Linked DNA regions of Sus scrofa: region 1 is linked to region 2. The links are chromatin contacts, called in public targeted proximity ligation maps. All regions are on one chromosome and are shown on one strand. The core of a region is the stretch at or near the end of the contact, and the rest is flanking DNA. Distances in the headings are between cores, read along the strand shown. Region 1 overlaps DPH5 (diphthamide biosynthesis 5). Region 2 overlaps LOC106508363 (a long non-coding RNA gene).

Evidence for each region.
Region 1: a targeted proximity ligation map of skeletal muscle shows a contact between it and region 2. A contact is called at or near these places in 1 of 47 Hi-C or Micro-C datasets (skeletal muscle) and 1 of 2 datasets of targeted methods (skeletal muscle).

The regions. Positions count from the first base shown.
Region 1 is chr4:117,303,445-117,306,497 of Sscrofa11.1, forward strand. DPH5 (diphthamide biosynthesis 5) reads left to right here. Exons shown (of 8, transcript NM_001243679.1): 8 at 1-279. Among named protein-coding and RNA genes, the nearest start is that of DPH5, 36 kb to the left of the region's middle.
Region 2 is chr4:117,138,972-117,141,920 of Sscrofa11.1, forward strand. The region is part of intron 4 of LOC106508363 (a long non-coding RNA gene); the gene reads right to left. Among named protein-coding and RNA genes, the nearest start is that of S1PR1, 71 kb to the left of the region's middle.

The DNA.
Region 1 (3,053 bases), core at 62-2,561, 160 kb after region 2:
GCATATAAAGAGAGGTAGGAGGAATAAGCCCACACCCAGCAGTCCTGCTTACTTAAAGCTCAGCTGAGTACATACTACAAAATGACATCCTTTTGAATTAGCTTGTCTTGTTAAACTGACATCCTAATTATGTGCCTCATGTTCTGCTGTATTTCGGAGGTTTGTAAATGTTCAGCCAGCATGTACAGTTGCTCTTTGGTTTTAATTAGCATCTTTCTCATCCAAGCTGACAGATGGAAAAGTTGCTGACTACAAAATAAAACTTAAGTTTGAAGACAACAATGGATTAGTTAGATTTTGTCATAGCACTTAACAGTTAACATGCCTCTGTGTGTGTGCCAGTAGCCACATTCCTCTTTCTAGTTGTAAATCACACTCCATTTCTTATATTTCATGACAGTTTAAAGTTTTGTACTTTTTATCAGTTTGTGTAAGAAATAGCTTTGCTACATGTTAGTTTAATTGGTCTAACTCTGAGTAAAATCAACCCTTGAAAACACATTTGAACTGTGCAGGTCCACTTATGTATAGATTTTTTTTTTTCACGAAGTATATACTCCAGTACTCCACAGCCTGTGGTTGGTGGAATCCATGGATGCAGAACTGCAGATGTTTTCAACTGCATGGAGGGTCAGTCCCCCTGACCCCCCCATGGTGTTAAAAGTCCATCAACTGTGCTTCCGTGGTCCAATCAACTTATCTGACCTTTTTGTTCTGTAAATTTGTTGCAGGTTGAGCAAATATTCATCTGCTCTCTGGGAGCATCACTTAAGATTATTTTGAGTTATTTCATTTCATCTGAGATAAAAGAGATTTTTAATATATGTGAAATATTCTCCTTTCAATCTGTTGAACGCAGGGACAGAGGCAAACATTGAAGAATTATGAAATGAAAGCCTTTTAGTTTTGGTAGTGGTGAAATAGCTTGTAATGTATAAGCCCTCCCAATTATAAACTCTGGAAAAATATAATAAAGAACTGTCTGAAGGCATTGGCAGAATGACCATCGGCAGCCTGAGAACTGTGCTTAACATGACTCTTTCCCCAGGGCGTTCATCAGTCTGTCTGGTGAGACGGTGGCTAGAACTCAAGAGAAAGTTGCAGTCCTGATGACTTGAGGTGCTGGAGGAATTGGCTGCTAGAGGAGCTATAAATTGAAGGAGGAAACCCTAGACGTGAAGGTAGCACTGAGGGAGGAGCCTTTCAATCTGTGTATAATTTACTCGTAACTCTGCCTGACTCCTGCATTGTGCGTGTGCAGGGAAGACTCCAGTGAACCTGGCAGGAAGCCAGAGCTCGAAGGCTGAAAAGGCTGGGCAGAGATTGTGGCTCTCTGTTGCAAGAGAAAACAGAGTTTGAATCACAAGTTAGAAGGCTTGATAAGTGCCTTAGGCTTTCCATCAAATCCCTAGAGTGGTTGTGTATTAGCAGTAAAGGCTATGCCCAGGACCAAGGATTTGTGCTAAAACTAAAGACCAGATCTTTAACATAATGTAAAATCAAGCCTCCATAAAATCAAAGTGACTGTCCAATGATTTACCTGCCTGCTAGGACAAAGCTTATCTCTTCAAGTGCGTGATAACAAAATGAAGCAAATCTCAACAATGCCTAGAATATTATAAAATATTATGAGATATGCAGTGAAGTAGGAAAATATGACTTAACAGTCAAAAGGAGAAAAGCACACAGTGAAAAGAGATGCTGACATAATCCAAATACTGGAATTAGCAGACAAACTGTGTTTGAGGGTAAAAAGGAGAAGTGGTTGTAATGAACTGATATAAATGGGTCTCTCAACAGAGGATTGGGAACAAACAAAAACCCAAACAGTCAGACTTAACAACAGAATATGGATGACAAATGAATAGAAATTATCCTGTCTGAGGAATAGAGAAAAAAAGATTGAAGGGAAGAAAAAAAAGCACAGAAATTCAATGCCATGTGGGGCAATATCAAGCAGTTCAACGTATATATAATTGTATCTTCAGAAGAACAGAAGAACGTAGGGCAGAAAAAATAAGAGTAAGTAAAGGCCAAAATATTCCCAAGTTTAGTGATACTTTGAATGTACAGATTCAATATGTTCAGTGAACTCCACACAGAATAATTACAGAGAAAACCACACCTGACATATATATATGTATATATATGTATATATGTCATAGTTAAAACTGATGAAAACCAAAGGTTGGAGAAAATCTTAAAAGCCACCATGAGGGGTATTGGGGAACCCACAACATACAGGGCAGCAGTACAAATGGACTCTTTCTCATCAGAAACAGTGGGGGTCATGAGGCAGTAGAAAGACAAAAATCTTTACAGGAATTCAAAAGCAAAACAAAACCATCAATCCAGTGTTGCATATCCAGTAAAGATATCCTTTGAAAATGAGGACAAAATAATCTCCATAACAAGACAGTTTGCTGCTAACAGACGTGCACTCACTGCAAGGAAAGGTGAGGAAGGGCTGAAGTAAATGCCATCAGGGAGAAGGAAGGAAATGAGAGAGATGCAAGTATAAATGACTCTCGGGTTTCCTTGGCTTCATGTGTTTAAAAGACGTCTGAAAATTTAATATGGTGTTGTGACATGTATTTAACTAAAATATATGCCAACAATAACAAGTTGGATTCAAGGGAATTAAACAGTTTCAGGATTCTTATGTCATTTGAAGTAGGAGAATACTAACAATAAGTAGACTGATAAATTAAGGATGTGTACTTTAATACCTTGTCAACCACTATTTAAAAAAAAAAAAAAAACACATGCAGAATGAAAAAAGATAAAAAAAGTAGAGTTCCCTTTGTGGCTCAGCGGTTAACGAACCCGACTAGTATCCATGAGGATGTAGGTTCAGTCCCTGGCCTCACAGGTTAAGGATCCAGAGTTGCTGTGAGCTGTGGTGTAGGTTGCAGGCATGGCTCGGATCCCACATTGCTGTGGCTCTGGCGTAGGCCAGCAGCTGCAGCTCTGCTTCGACCCCTAGCCTGGGAACCTCCATATCCCTCGGGTGCAGCCCCCCCCCAAAAAAAAAATAAAAAAAGATAGAGGAA
Region 2 (2,949 bases), core at 265-2,764:
GATGGTTCGGGACCTTCCCTCTGGCTAATGGTCAGCAGTCTTCCAAAATGTCTTTACTTTTTTAACAATAATCCAACTTTTTTAGGGCCACACCTGCGCATATGGAGGTTCCCAGGCTAGGGATTGAATCGGAGCTGTAGCTGCTGGCCTATGCCACAGCCACAGCAACGCCAGATCCTTAACCACTGAGCAAGGACAGGGATCGAACCTGCAACCTCATGGTTCCTAGTCAGATTCGTTTTCGCTGTGCCACGATGGGAACTCCAACAATAATCCAACTTTTGAGGTCTTGAGAAAGGATGAAATGCGACCTGTTAGGAGGGATCCTTGAAATAGAAAGATTCACCATATATATGTTATTGATTTCATAATATTCATGTGAATTAATTGTGAATTTTTACAAATTTAATGTGAGAAAGGGCAAAACACAGCTCTTGTAATGAGTTAAAATAACAGATTACATTTACACTGAGCTGAGGCATTTCAGGAAAATGTGCACAGAGCCCTTTGACATATAGGACTTCCTCTCACTCCGACGTCCTTGCTACCCCCTCCCTAAAACAAGACGCCATTGACCTCATTTCTTTCTGAAATGGCTCTTTAAAAAAAAAAAATGCAATTGCTTCTCACAGAAAACATATACTATATAGCTACATGATAAAAACTCAACTACCAATGTACATAAAATACACACTGAATTCAACTTAAGAAAATTTCCCCAAATAGTCACATAAGTTGTTTGGGACCAGACAGACAAAACAATAGCTGACTGAATTTTTCCCCTTTCACCTAATCGTTTTTGGTCATGGAAAGACATAGGCAGAGCTCGGCTGAACACCCATCTTTCATTCTCTGCAGCTCCATTCAAGGATTCACCCTGCACAGAGTGTGCTAGAGTAAGGAAGTTCAAATTGACATTAGGAATAATGCTAGTGGCGGTAGCATTTTAGCTGGAAAAAAAGAATTTCTGGGATTCTGGAAAGTTGTCTATAGAACTGAAAAATAGGATGATTTGGCAGCGCATTAGCATATTAGGACGAAAAAAGATCAGGAACACAAACTGAAGTAAAACAAAAAGATGGAACTACTTATAATAAATGAAAGAGAAGAAAAGACAGTCATAACTGAATGAAGATTTCTATTTTCTGGTGTCATATATATAAAATCAAATCTCCCACTTAAATATGCTAGAGGACTAAATAGCTGGTTGGCTTCTGCTCTGCTCTAAATCAAAGACAGTGTACATGGCAAAGGAAAAGCTTGTAATTACTGTTTCCTCTCTTTATAGAGTATGGGTCATTGCATTTCACCTCTCAAGAGAAAAAAGTACCAGATTTATGAGGGCTCTTTCCTCCTCACCTCATCCCTAGACCCAGTTTAAGCCTTAATCCTCATCTCTTCAAAGAGTACAGCATTTCAATTCATTTCAAAGCACTGGGTTGGTGCTGATGAGACTGGGACCAAAATTAAAAAAAAGAGATTAGCTATGCTGAGATAAGTACTGCAAGAGCAGTGAACCGACCAGCCAGCCTATGTAGAAGTTGCCTACTGCTGTTTACAGGAAATTGTACAAAGCACAGTACTGGAACAGAGGAACGGGGCATACGTCATAGGCTTTGAAGATGGAGAAAAAATGTCTGTGTCAAATAAATTAAGGATCCCCCCACCAAAGGAAACAGAAATTAAGACATTCAAATATATATGTTTCACATACACATGCACAAACTGAGCACATAAAAAGAACTCCTTAAAACCTAATTTAAAATAAAAAATAATACAAAGCTATATTACAGCAGTTGTAGCGCTTTATTCCTCTACAAGAGATAATAAACTTTATGCTGTGCCCATGACAGCAATGACAATTAACTGTTCCAAAGACCTGACCACTAAACACTTTTTTGAAAAATATGAAAATAATTACATCAGCATATGGACTCTGGAAAATTTCTTCTCCGGTAATAAGGTCAGATGGACATTTCCTGTTTCACATTTCTAGTACACGTTGTCTCTTAGACAATAATAGTGTGAAACAATAGTTTGGCATGGGTTCAATGCATACTAAGAAATGCCCTGGCCCTTGAAACCTGGGATGAGTTCGACTCAAATGGCAGAGATCTCAGTGACGACAAGAAAGGCAGACTGTCTGGGGCGTGGTGGCCCTAGAGAAGAAGATTCAAGAAGCCCATCTAGACTTCATCTTTGATGTTTCTTGACCAGCGAAGAGTTCTTTTGTTTTGTTTAATGTGTACATTTACACAGATAGCAGTTAGGCTCGTGTCTGCATAACCTGGCTTAAAAAAACTGTGTGCGAGTTCCCGTTGTGCCTCAGCAGGTTACGAACCTGACTAGTATCCATGAGGATGCGGGTTCCAACCCTGGCCCTGTTCAGTGGATTAAGGATCTGTTGGTGCCATGAGCTGTGGTATAGGTCGTAGACGTGGCTCCGATCTGGCATTGCTGTGGTGTGGCATAGGCAGGCAGCTGTAGCTCCAATTCAACCCTTAGCCTGGGAACTTCCATATGACACAGGTGTGGCCCTTAAAAAAAAAAAAAAAATTGTTTGCCAGGCAAAACTGCAATACAGAAAAAGAATGAATGAGCAATTCCTCCTGAATTGCTAACCAAGACTGGCCCCTGCTTCTATTGCTCAACCTCCTGTTCCTGCTCTAAACAATTAATCCAGGTGACATGAGCTCCTTCCTGATCCTCACCAAACTCCGCAACCACTGGAAATCCTGAGCCTATCTATGGGCCTTATCACTCCCTTGAACCCCATGAGACAGAGCCACCCAGTAATGGGCCCCTCCTAAACTTGGTGGTTCAGGCACCCATCTTCTCTGATGCCAAACTGGTATCCTCAATACATTCTGGCATCAAAACCACTTGTGAGAATATTTAGGCCAGTCATTTCCAATGACATCTCTCATCTCTAATCCTCTGCTACTCAGT